2 separate regions of the Muntiacus reevesi genome follow, and region 1 is linked to region 2. A link is a contact called in public Hi-C data. All regions are on one chromosome and are shown on one strand. Each heading gives the region's core, a stretch centred on a gene start, on an enhancer-like site or on the middle of the called end of the contact. The rest is flanking DNA. Distances are from core to core; before and after follow the strand shown. Region 1 holds the start of RAB3GAP2 (RAB3 GTPase activating non-catalytic protein subunit 2). Region 2 holds the start of IARS2 (isoleucyl-tRNA synthetase 2, mitochondrial).

Region 1 (7,037 bases), core at 2,012-4,511, 150 kb after region 2:
TGGCGCCTTTAAGCCATGTGAGAACTTTGGATTTTATATTAACTGCAAGTGAAACCACAGACAGTTATAGAGAGAAGACTGTTATGATTAAATTGTTTAAAAGTTCACTTTGACAGCTTTTGGAACTAACTACAAGAAACCATTAACAAGTCTACAAATTAACAAGTCTAGAGAGGGTATGGAGAAAAGGGAACCTTCTTACCCTGTCAGTAGGAATAAAAGTTGGTTCAGTCACTATGAAAAACAGTATGGAGGTTCCTCAAAAAAAAAAAAAAAAAACCTAAAAATAGAACCGACTTATGACCCACCAGCAATCCCACTCCTGAGGATATACCCAGACAAAACTGTAATTCAAAAAGATACATGCACCCCTATGTTCACAGCAGCACTATGCGCAATAGCCAAGACATGGAAACAATCTAAATGTCCACTAACAGATGAATGGATAAAGAAAATGTGGTGTGTATATATAATACACACACATATATATACACACACAACAGAATAGTACTCAGCCATTAAGAATGAAATAATGCCATTTGCAAAATACCATATACCACTTACACGTGAAATCTAAAATACAACACAAATGAACATATCTACAAAACAAAAACAGACTTACGGACACAGAATAGACTTATGGTTGCCACAGGGGCGGGGGTTAGGGGCAGGAAGGATTGGGAGACTGGGATTAGCAGATGCAAACTGTCACACATAAGGAAAAAACCAAAACCAACAGTAGAAGCAGGAAGATCTATTAAAAGAAGAGTAGTCTCACTGAGTAGGTGAGAGAAGATGGTGGCCTGGACAAGGGGAGTGGCAATGGGATAGAGGAAATGTGTTCCTTCCTCTGCATCCTTTATCTACAGTCCTATGTCCAACATAGTTCACAACCTGGGTCCTTGGAATAGGCAAATTTATTTTTTAACTCCTCTCCTGCCGTTCCCCTGAAACTGTCCTAAGGTCCTAGTCACCTCCATCCTCCCAAAGCCAATGAACACTTTTCCATCCTCATCTTAGCTGATCTCTGCTGCATTCACAACTACTGACCACTCGTCCCTTGCATCAGATTCTCTCTCACTTCTGCGGCATTACTTTCACCTAGTTTTCCTCTCTTTCTGTTGTCTTCTTCCCATTCACCTCTATTTGACTTAAACTTGGCCTGCATTCATTTCACTATATTTATAACCGTTGAGACGGATTGACACTTTTTACTGGTAACTCCTGAGTTCACACCTCAAGGCCAGGGATCTTTATTAAGTTTTAGACCTGTTCGACTGGACACTGCATACATTTAAAACTGGACAAACTAGAAGCATTTAAGATGTAAAAGATCCAAAACCGATCTCCTTCATTCCCTTTCATTAGAAACTCTTGCCCAAGTCAAAAGCCAAAGGCATCCTCACCTCCCTCTCACTCACCAGCTACAACCCCCAGCACCAGATCTTCATTAGGTCCTGCAGATTCTATCTTAAAATCTTCCTGATCTAGCCGCTGATCTCAAGTCCTACTGAAGCTACTTTAGTCCATGCTTGCATCACTTTTGCATGGGTTACTGAAATATCCTCAGAAAGAAGTTCCCTGCTTCCTATCTCTCCTCCATACTGCTGCCAACACACTTAACAGGTATGTAAGAACTTTGCCGATTCCGTTAAGTACAAATTTCATCACATCATTCCTTTGTTTAATGTCTTCAGATGCATCTGACTCCCTTCCCAAGGCTTCTCATGATCATGCTCCTCATTACCTTCAAGGCTCTTTTCCTCACACCCTGCTCTTCAGTCATTCAGCCTTTCTTAGCTAAATACCATGCCATTTCAGGCCTCCCTTCCGCTACACGTGCTATTCCCTCTCCCCTATTCATCTAAGCACCACTTCAAAGGTAGACTTAAGTACCCCCACTTCAAGGACTGTATCTCCTAGTGCCATATGTATAAATATGGTTCACACTGTACGGTAGGGGTTAACTTATTTGTCCCAGTAAACTGTACTGCTCCTGAAGAGGACAGAGACCATCAGTCTCACTTGATTGGCAGCACCATCGACGGGCACAGAGCTAATATTCATAAACAGGTGTGATTTGATACCTTCTAAACTTTAAAAACGGAGAGAAACTTATTTAGTGGGCTTTTCATCACCATTCGAATATAGCACGAAGTAACTGGACACACGGCTTTGCAGTAAAATGGAAACACAAAACAACTGACACACAAAACAGCCCCTTTAAAAGGTAAAACGTAGGAAATTCTGAGGAATTCTGCAGCAGCTAATAAACAGACTTGGAGTTTTACACTACGTGGGCAAGTCACGCTGTTTGATGATAATAACAGGTAGAAGGCTTCTCGTCTCATTAACTTTTCATGACCAAGCTGCTGTGATTTTAACTCCTGATGGGGCTTCTCACTCCCCGACAGGTTATTTTCCTTTATTTGGGAGCCTCCAACTCACCACCTAAGGAGTCTCTCACTTGTCAATCACTTATTTTCTAAACCTGAATGGGAAGAAAGGGGATGGAAGAAGGCAGAGTGTGGGCGATGACAGACACTTTCGGAAAGGGAAACAGCAGAAGGCCACACAGTCCCAAACACGGAGGAGCATGGGATGGGGGTTCAGGCGAAACCAGGCTAGCGTGCTGACAGCTGGCGAGGAGTGGGGGGGAGGATGCGATCCCGGGGCAGGAGGTGTGGAACCGGGGACCCCGGACGGAGGGAGGGGAGACGGAGAAGAGACTCAGAGAGAAAACTAGGAGTTGGGGGGTGGGGAAGTGGGCTAGGCAGAGAGCAGAGCAAGCTAGACGCAGTGTTTGGCCAGAGGGCGGAGTGGCTTAGGCGAGAGGAAGACAACACCGACGCAGTCGGGGCAGGCGGACGCGGCTTCAGGACCCACGTCAGGGGATCCGCGCGGAGAGGAAAGGGGAGGCGAGGGAGGAACTAGGAGCGCCGGGGCGGGCAGGAGACCCGAGCCCGCCGCGCTAGTCCCGCGGGCGGAGGCGGGGAAGGGAGCAGCGAGGCGGGGGCACTTACTGGGGTCCCTCCTCACGGCGCCGCTGGGGGTCTCCTCCCGCAGATGAGGGAAGAGGAAGTCCCGGGCGGCCTGGAGGTCCTGGAAGGAGCAGAACTGGACAATGGAGCAGGCCATGGCTCCGGGAACCCCACTGGGGCATTCACCTTACCTCACCACGCCCTGCCCCCGCCACCCCGCCGCGGTTCCAGCCGCCACCGCGGAGCCCAGAGAGCTTCAGCCGCGCAGGGGGCGGGGAAACCAAACCGGAAGCTGTCAGCGCCCTCGGTTCCGCCGCCCGGAGCACTGCGCGTGCGCGGGACAGCCTAGGCGCCCTGGCGGGCGCGGCCCGGATCACGTGACCGGCGGCGCCCGAAGGGTGTAACGTCGCGGTGGAGGCCGGGATCCGGCTTCAGTCCCGGTTCTGTATCCGTAGCGGGGTTGAACCCTTTTATTCATTCTGGCTTTTAGCCAGAGGTGACCTCATTGGACGTTGTCCGCGCCGGGCTTTGAGTCATTTAACCAGTCTTCTAGATGGCTTGCTAGAGAATAATACCTGTTAAGCTACTGCCAGGCCAGTGGGGGACGGTATCATGCAAGTATCTGAGTTTCAAAAGATTAATTTCTCTTCTGGAAGTCAGCCCCGTCAAGCCTAGTTTTAAACGGCTCATATAAATTCTCGTCACACTATGCACGCCTAATACTGTGCGTATTATACTGTATTGCAGTCTTGTTTTTCGACATCCATTTGCTCTTTGATTCGTTTCTCCGTCCATTCAACAAATAACATTGCTCCTCTTCTGTGTCAGGCACGCAAGGCTTTGAGTATAAAGCAGAGACCAAAAGAGGTGAAATACTTGTTCCATGGAGCTTAAAATTATGGTGGTTGATATGGATAGTAAGCTATTAATTAACTATATAGGTGGCTCAGAGGTTAAAGTGTCTGCCTGCAATGCGGAGACCCGGATTCGATCCCTGGGTCGGGAAGATCCCGTGGATAAAGAAATGGCATCCCACTCCAGTATCCTTGCCTGGAGAATCCCATGGAAGGAGGAACCAGGTAGGCTACAGTCCATGGGGTCGCACAGAGTCGGGCACGACTGAGCTACTTCACTCACTTCACTCATGATGATGCTAGGAAAAAAAGAAGTAAGTTCGTACATAGCATAACAAGGAATCTCACTTACTTGTTTTTTTGTTTGTTTTGTTGGGATGGAGGTGTTGCCAATTTCAGGAACAGGCTTCATTGTAAACTCCTGAAGGTTGGGATGTCATTTTGTGTCCTTTATATTCAGTGTCTGTCCCAGGACTTGGCACATAATGTGCAATAAGTATTTCCTGGAGGAATAAATGGAATGTGTACATAGGGTAAGTAGAAAAACCCACTTCTTTTACAAAGCACTTCATATTTTTTAAAGTATTTTCCCACACATTGTCAAGGTAGGTTGTCACAGTGCCATCCTGAGTGTGTCTTATCTGTTTTTTTTAATGAAGAAATATATCTGTGTGTCTCCGAGAAGAACCTTTTGTTATTCAGTTGCTAAATTGTGTCAGACTATGCAACCCCATGGACGACAGCTCGCCAGGCTTCCCTGTCTTTCACTATCTTTCTGAGTTTGTTCAAGCTCAGGTCCATTGAGTTGGTGATACTGTCTAACCACCTCATCTTCTGTCGGCACCTTCTCCTCCTGCCCTTTCCCAGCATCAGGGTCTTTTCTGATGAGTCAGATCTTCGCATCAGGTGGCCAAAGTATTGGAGCTTCAGCTTCAGTCCTTCCAATGAATATTCAGGGATGATTTCTTTAGGATTGACTGGTTTGATCTCCTTGCTGTCCAAGGGACTCTCAAGAGTCTTCTCCAACATCACAGTTGGAGAGCATCTATTCTTTGGCACTCAGCCTTTATGGTCCAACTCTCATCTGTACATGACTGCTCAAAGAGAAGACCCTTTAAGCACATTTAAATGATTTTTCTAAAAAGTAAAAGCTGAAAAAGATAACATTCCTTCTTGATCTCATAAGGGATCACATGGCACTTACATCTGGATTATGTAAGCTATCAATAATATGTCATTTTGTTGCAGGAAAAGGGACCCCTTCCAGGGCCCAAGAATGGGCTCTCTCTGACACATGGAAGTGAATTGTCTGAGGAAACACAGGTGTTGACAAAGTAAGAGACTTTATTGGGAAGGAGTGCCCTGGTGGAGAGCCGCAGGGTGAGGAAACCCAGGAGAACTCTTCGGCCATGTGGTTCACAGTCTTGGGTTTTACGGTAATCTTGTTGGTTTCAGGTTGTCTCTGGCCAATCACTCTGACTCAGGGTCCTTCCTGGTGGTGTGCCCATCACTCAGCCAAAATGGATTCCAGCAAGCAAGTTTCTGGGAGGGTGGCAAGACACATGCACTGGAGTCTCGTCTCTCTTCCTGACCTCTCATGAATTCTTCTGGTTAATGGTAGCTTGTTAGTTCCTTGTTCCTAACCAAGACCTCCTTTTGTAAGGATAACTCATGCAAGTGATTACTATGGTGCCGGGCCAGGGCAAGCAATTTTAGTTGGTAGTACCCCTAACAATTTGATGTTACCAGCCTTCTGTCTCAAAAAACATATAATGTTGCCTTGACTTCTAATTAGTGGAACAGTTCTCAGAGTTTTCTCAGATGCTGTTCCCAGGTAATAATCCTCATATACAGCTCAAATAAAATTTTTCATTTGTTTCCTAGATAGATGGACTAATTTTTCATTGCCTGTTTATTAAAATAATAAAGGAATTATTTTAATATTACCATAAAGCAGTGTGGACACTCACATACTTCCCAAAGTAAACCTAAAGTGGTCATCTACTTTGTACAATGGGAAATGGAATGGAAAGAAATTGAAGGCAAACAGATAAAGTCCAGAGTGGTCATTTCAGTCAGGCCTGTGCACCCACTCAGTCCTAACGATATAACAACTATAAGTTATAACTTATAACTATATAAGTTATAACTACAAGTTAGTGCCCAAATTCCTCCTCCATTAATTCCTGTCTCTAATGTAAAATAAATTTCACAAGATAGAGTAGATAATTGTATTAGGTGAGGGGCCAGTTCTTTATGTCTAAAATATATGGTTGGTTTAGATGTACTGGGGGTTCCCTCATAGCTCAGTTGGTAAAGAATCTGCCTGCAATGCAGGAGGCCCTGACTCAATTCCTGGGGCGGGAAGATCTTCTGGAGGAGGGCTATCCTCTCCAGTAACCTTGGGCTTTCTTTGTGGCTCAGCTGGTAAGGAATCTGCTTGCAATGTGGGAGACCTCGGCTCGATCCCTGGGTAGGGAAGATCCCCTGGAGAAGGGAAAGGCTACCCTCTCCAGTATTCTGGCCTGAAGAATTCCATGGAGTGTATAGTCCGTGGGGTCGCAAAGAGTTGGACACGACTGAGTGACGTTCACTTTTACTTTAGATGTACTACAAAGTTCCTTCAACATCAAACACCCATAATTCTAAAATCAAATCTTGCAGAAAAGACAAACTTTCAGTGCTTCGTTTTTCCATCTGGAAAAAAAAAAAAAAATGCAACGCTTCCTCGGATCAGCCCTGATGATTAAATCCTAAAATATGGCACCAAGACCAAACTAGAATAAAATTTAAATTTCGATTCCTAGTTTTACAAGATGAGCAAAGAACACATGACACTTTTGGAAAGGATACAGTGTCATTCCTTGAAAACCCTTCAAGTTCCTATTCAGGTAAATGCGCTTTGTAGAAGTAACTGCCCTTGGCTGATTCAGCTGGTCTTTGTTCTGCCCGGAGGCGTTCATATATCTCTTGCGTGGCTGCTGTTGAATGGCATTACTGCCCAGTGTCAATTGTGAAGTCCCTGACTTCCTTCCAAGTAGTACTGAAAAGACTCATTCATGACTGCTTTTAAGGATGCTAGATCCCCTTCACAGAAATTACCTCGTATTGGTGAATGGAGCTCTTCCGCCCCAGGAAGTTGTGAAACTGCAGGGTGATGCCTCTGGAGTTCTGCTGCCATGGTTTCTGTGACGCGTGGGAG
Region 2 (6,571 bases), core at 2,026-4,525:
CATAAAAAGACCCAGGGGCATGAAAATAATAGCATGGATAAAAAACCAAAATACTGACACTCAAGAATCTAGGTCCGAAGTTGAAGTATCTGGAGAGGCACCCTGGCTGACGTAATTTTTATTATTATTATTTTTTTACAAAAATCCCTTGAATCTCTTCGTATTTGTGCAGAGGGGTGGAGTTAAAAGGACGAATAAACTACTCAGATCTGCCTAAGGTCCTTGTGCTGACCCGAAGGGGAGAAAATTACTTACGGTGACAAGACTGGGACCAAGTCAGTCGAAACACCCTTCAGGGGTAACCAAAAAAGCTTTATCAGGCACCGGGGCCCGGGCAGCGCCCCGTACAGCGCTCACCGTCCTGGGATAGGTCACCAGGAGATGCAGAGCAAGCCTACCTCAGCTACTGAGCATGCGGGTAATTCGGCGCAGGCGCAGAACAGCTACTTGGCCGTCGCCGGCTCTGACTCCCACCTGCGGGAAAACTCCACTTGCCGGGTTTTCTTCGAGCTCTACGTAGGGGCCAGTCTCCTGAAGTCAAAACGAAAGGTGTATTAACTATTCAGGGATCATTCTGGCTTCCTCCAGTCCACTTTGTGCGCACAGTTCATCCTTAAGATATTCGTCGGGTTATTGATACCGCCCTGCGGCGGCGGGCCAGCTGCTTAACCCTCCAACCCTTGGGGTTCCTGGACACCCCCCACCTTTGCTCCCCTAAACAAGATTTTATGCAGAAGTATGTTATTAGCGCTTACTTTTTTTTTTTTTTTTAACCACTTACCAGATTCTTAAAAGTGCCTGTGACTCTTTCATTTGCCTGATGATAAGTCCTGGAAGATTTTCTCTCTTTCTGGTAGGATGTACCATATTAGTTTGTTTCTTTTTTTTCTTTTTGAGGCATTGGGGGAAAAAAAAAAACCTAATTACGATTTTTATTCCACTGCCAAAAGTTAAAAGAAGCTAAAACAAAAATTGTCTGTGTGTTTCTTTAGGCTGTATTTCTGGTGCACGGGAGAGCTGACCCGTGGTGAAAACAGCAGTTTTTTTTTTTTTTCCCCCAGTATTCAAAACCATGGCACTGTGATTAGAATATGACAGGATAAAATAATATGGCAGAGTTAATTGCAAACGTACCAGTTGTAACAATAAAGGTAAATTGTTTCAACTCATTCATTTAAAGACAAATTTTCTGATTCCTTAGAAAGCCAAACTCACTGTTTTATCAGAGTAGAATTCAGGGTAAGAAAAATTATCAAAGGGAACAGGGAGTTTGTATTGTTAAAGGTATCCTTTATATTAACAAAGCTACTTTATTTTTAAACATTTTAAAATTAAATAGATAACCCCTGACCACAGTCCCATGCTCAAAAAGAAAAAAACTGAAAAACCCCACAACCATCTGCTCAGGCCTTTGCTTTTTCCCCACTAGTTTCATATGCTTTCTTTTCACTGTTTTTTAAATTGAAGGAAGATTCATTAAATTCTATAGTGCTTTACAATTTTCAAAAATTTCATGCATAGTTTCTTATAATCCCATAATAACATTTTTCTCTCTACTGCTATATTGCCCCATCACTAGTTTTTCTATATTTATGTCTGCTTCTTCTCTGTTTTATTGACTAGTTTGTTGTATATTTTAGATTCTATATATAAATGATATCACATAATATTTGTCTTTCTCTGACATTTCACTTAGTATAATGCCCCACCAAGTTCATCCATGTTGCTGCAAATGGCAAAATCTCACTCTTTTTTAAGTCTGAGTAATATTCCATCATGTGGTGGGAGAAATATATCAATAACCTCAGATATGTAGATGTCACCATCCTTATGGCAGAAACTGAAAAGCCTCTTTTTTCTTTCCTTTTCTTTTTTTTTAAAGAGCCTCTTGATGAAAGTGAAAGAGGAGAGTGAAAAAGGTGGCTTAAAACTCAACATTCAAAAAACTAAGATCATGGTATCCAGTCCCATCACTTCATGGCAAATAGATGGGGAAACAATAGAAGCAGTGACAGAGTATTTTCTTGGTCTCCAAAATCACTGTAGATGGTGACTGCAGCCATGAAATTAAAAGATGCTTGCTTGGAAGAAAAGCTATGACCAACACAGACAGTATATTATAAAGCAGAGACATTACTTTGCCAACAAAGGTCCGTCTAGTCAAAGCTATGGTTTTTTCAGTGGTCATGTATGGATGTGAGAGTTGGACTATAAAGAAAGCTGAGCGCTGAAGAATTGATGCTTTTGAACTGTGGTGTTGGAGAAGACTCTTGAAAGTCCCTTGAACTGCAAGGAGATCAAATCAGTCAATCCTAAAGGGGAGCAGTCCTGAATATTCATTGGAAGGACTGATGCTGAAGCTGATCTCCAATCCTCTGGCCACGTGATGCAAAGAACTGACTAATTGGAAAAGACCCTGATGTTAACACTGATTGAAGGCGGGAACATTGAAGGCGGGAGGAGAAGGGATGACCAGAGGCTGAGACGGTTGGAAGGCATCACCGACTGGATGAACATGAGTTTGAGCAATTTCTGGGAGTTGGTGATGGACAGGAAAACCTGGCGTGCTGCAGTTTCCATGGAGTCGCAAAGAGTCTATCACGACTGAGCGACTGAACTGAACTGAGTTGGCAAATTGTAGTCCAAATGGATGCAGAAGGCAATGGCACCCCACTCCAGTACTCTTGCCTGGAAAATCCCTTGGACGGAGGAGTCTGGCGGGCTGCAGTCCATGGGTCGCTAAGAGTCGGACACGACTGAGTGACTTCACTTTTACTTTTCACTTTCATGCATTGGAGAAGGAAATGGCAACCCATTCCAGTGTTCTTGCCTGGAGAATCCCAGGGATGGTGGAGCCTGGTGGACTGCCGTCTATGGGGTCGCAAAGAGTTGGACACGACCGAAGCGACTTAGCAGCAGCAGCAGCAGCAGCAGTCCAAATGGACGGAGATACGCTATATGTGTAAATTACATAGCAATTTTCGAAGACCTGGAATGAAGAGAAAGAATGTGAAATATTATATTTATAATTTTATATGAATTACATGTTGAAGTGGTAACGTTAGTTATACTGGATTAAATAAAATAAACTTTAAAAGGAACGCGCGGTGACTGAATCGTGAGCTTGGGGCGCGGGCCACACCTCTTCCCGCTCTCATCAGCGCCGCTCCAGGGGCGGCTGCCGCCAAGATCCGGGTGTGTTTGGGTCCCCTGTCTCCCCGCCCCGCGCCGCGTCCCCGCCCCTTCCCCACCCCGCGCGCGTGCGCACTCCCGTAGGGCTCGCGCCCGTGCTCTGGGCTCCCTGTTCCCACAAAGCCCGGCCGGAGCCGAGGCCCCGGCGTCCACCTGGACCCTGGGGTTGGTCTGGCCCGCCATGCGTTGGGGGCTGCGCCCTCGCGGTCCGGGGGCGGCGGCCCTGGCCGCGGCCTGGAATTTGTGGGTGCCCCCACGCCTTCCTCGTCGGCCGCGCTGGCGAGGGACAACCGGGAGCCTTTTGGTGCGGTCAGTCACAGGGGCCAGTAACCAGCCGCAGAACTCGAGTAATGGCAGCTATCGGGACACGGTGTTGCTGCCGCAGACCAGCTTCCCCATGAAGCTGCTGGGCCGCCAGCAGCCCGACACGGAGCTGGAGATCCAGCAGGTACGGGCGGGCCTGCGGGCCGGGAGCGGGGCCTCCCTGGAGTCACGCCTGGGGCACCCACATCCCGGGCAGGGCAGGGCAGGGCAGGGCCCGGCCGCAGGCTCCAGACCCTCTTGGGCCAGAGGTGTTGCGATCAGACCAGTGGGAATCATGCACTTCCCACAGGTTGTACTGAGTGAAAACACAGGTGCGGAAACCTCTAGACAAGTCCCCTAGAGGTGGCGGGTTCCAGACCGGAATGCTAACCCGGGTCGCCGGCATTGTAGGCAGAGCCACCTACCGTCTGAGCCACCAGCAAAGTCCAGCGGTCAAACAGCTGTGCTCAGATAGCATGGATGGAATAGAAATTCCAGTTTTAGCTTACACAAAACTAGTCGAATTTGGACTCTTTTCCAGTGATTTGTTTAAAGTAAATTAACATGTACACATATAAAGATGCGATCATGAGAAGTTGAAGCTCACTTTTGTGGTATCAGTAGGTTGCTAGTTGGAAGGTGGCTTGTTTGAAGGGTTAAGTAGCCATGGTTACTTCATCTGAGTCCTCTTCCTCACCTGTGCCTCTGTCTCCTGTATTAAACTGAGCTTTCTAAGGCCAGAAATTCACTTGTTAGTTTGTGTAATTCTAGGGTCTTTACAAATCCCTGATATTTTGGATATCTTAGTTAAGTAAATATGCTTAGCTTAAATATTCTTATGACAGCTCTCAGAGTTCTAGACTCACAAACCTGTTTTGGCCATCTAGTTTTTTAAGTGTTCCGTCCAGTACTTTCAGTATTTCTGGAATTGTGACAGTTTCAGATATTTTCTTGTATAATCTTTACACCAGCTTGGTGGGTTGAGTATTATTAACTTTTTTTTTCAAATGAGGGGATAGTCCTACAAAGGCAAAGTGACTTGGCCAACATCACACAGAAGGTGAGGGAAGGGGAGTGGGGCTGCAGTCAGCGTTTTTCCAGACTGAGAGAGTAGCAAGTGTTGAGGCCATAGCATAGCAGGAGTAAGATATGAGAGAGAGAAAGTGTGTGTGTGTGTGTGTGTGTGTGTGTGTGTGTGTGTGTGTCTGAGAATTTTGTGTTGAGGCCATAGCATAGCAGGAATAAGATATGAGAGAGAGAGAGAGTGTGTGTGTGTGTGTGTGTGTCTGAGAAATTTGTGTTGAGGCCATAGCATAGCAGGAATAAGATATGAGAGAGAGAGAGTGTGTGTGTGTGTGTGTGTGTGTCTGAGAATTTTGTGGTATTAAACCTTTGTAGGCCTTCCCAGGTGGTGCAGAGGTGAAGAATTGCTTGCTGGTGCAGGAGACACACGTTCGATCCTGGGTTGGGAAGATTCCCCTGGAGGAGGGCATGGCAACCCACTGCAGTATTCTTGCCTAGACAGTCCCACAGACAGAGGAGCCTGGCAGGCTACAGGCCAAGGGGTTGCAAAGAGTCGGACACGACTCTCAGCGAATAAGCGCAAACCTTGTAGGGTCCTGTATACCTTCATAGAGAACTTAGACTTTCAACTGAAGTCTGCAGGGTATCTATTGAAAAGTTTTAAGAGATAAGTACTCAGATGTGTATCTTATTTATTTTTTGTGTTATTAGAAGGAGTAAAGTTTTTTTTTGATAAAACATTCTTAAATTTATTTTTTAATTGGAAGATGTGCATTTTAGAAAACTCACCTTGTGTTTTAGAGTTGAATATTTTGGAATGCGATAGGAAATAAGCAGGTGCTGAGTGTTACTTATGGCAAGATTCACGAGTATGTGTTTATGTGATGTGCAGAGATTATTGTTCTTTTTAAACAGAAATGTGGATTTTCAGAACTTTATTCATGGCAAAGAGAAAGAAAAGTGAAGACTGAGTTTTGTCTTCATGATGGACCTCCTTATGCAAATGGTGACCCTCATGTTGGACATGCTTTAAATAAGGTAATTATAATTTTGGTTATAAGATGTGAAGGAAAATCTTTATGTAAATACACTTTGGAAAAAAGTATATTCTGACTTTATGACAATATGTAAACTTGCATTGATATAAACTGAAATGTCTTAATAGAAAGTGTCAATGAACAGTTTTAGTACTGTGTGAAAACTAACATCACTGGTATTTGCTTTGAATTTATTTTACATTAATAAGTATCATTTTATTCAATAAATAATTAATGAGCATCTGTTATGTGCCAGATATTGTCTAGACTCTGGGAATAACAGTGAACAAAATAAGAATAAGTCCTGTCTTCATGGAGCTTGTGATCTAAACAGGAAGGCACAGAAAGATAAATAAGTAAAATGTTTAATATGGTAGATAGTTGCCATAGACTGAATGTTTGTCTCCCTCCCCCTGCAAATCGTATGTTGAAACCTAATCCCTCCATCAGTGGGCTTAAAAGCCCTAATTAAAAAGACCTCAGAGAGCTCCCTTGTCCCCTTATGCCATGTGAGGTTACAGTGGGAAAAATGGGGTCTATGAACCCGAAAGGGGTCCTTACCAGATACTGAATTTGCCAGCCCCTTGATCTTGGACTCCACAGCCTGTGGAATAGTGAGAAAGATATTTCTCCTCTTTATGCCACCCCATTTATGCTAATTCTCAGACACCCTGCTAATGTCCAAGAATTGCTTGGTTGTATGTGTGGAATCCCCAACCCCCCCCAACACACAATCACACGCATACATACAGACATATACACACATAGGAATACACGCATTATTTGTAGTAATGAGTACTTTAGAAGAAAATAAAAACAGGGAAGATTAATAGGTGGGTCAGTTGGGCAAAGTGTAGTTTTATTAAATTGATCTGGGATACCCCCCCCTCACTGAAAAGATGACATTCCTGTAAGGTCCTCAACGAAGCAAGAGGGTAAGCTGTGGGGTATTTGGGGTAAGTATAACTAACTGAAAGAGGAGAGTGAAAAAGTTGCCTTAAAGCTCAGCGTTAAAA

Evidence for each region. A called contact is a pair of places that touch in the nucleus more often than the background predicts.
Region 1: a contact with region 2 is called in a Hi-C map of blood, with 1.9 times the contacts expected there. The contact joins the promoter of RAB3GAP2 here to the promoter of IARS2 in region 2. A contact is called at or near these places in 2 of 3 Hi-C or Micro-C datasets (blood and muscle).

The regions. Positions count from the first base shown.
Region 1 is chr5:70,767,453-70,774,489 of mMunRee1.1, forward strand. RAB3GAP2 (RAB3 GTPase activating non-catalytic protein subunit 2) reads right to left here and starts at 3,262. Exons shown (of 35, transcript XM_065938357.1): 1 at 3,024-3,262. The coding sequence starts at 3,138.
Region 2 is chr5:70,619,956-70,626,526 of mMunRee1.1, forward strand. IARS2 (isoleucyl-tRNA synthetase 2, mitochondrial) reads left to right here and starts at 3,276. Exons shown (of 23, transcript XM_065938358.1): 1 at 3,276-3,640; 2 at 5,434-5,556. The coding sequence starts at 3,374. BPNT1 (3'(2'), 5'-bisphosphate nucleotidase 1) reads right to left here and starts at 531. Exons shown (of 10, transcript XM_065938351.1): 1 at 399-531.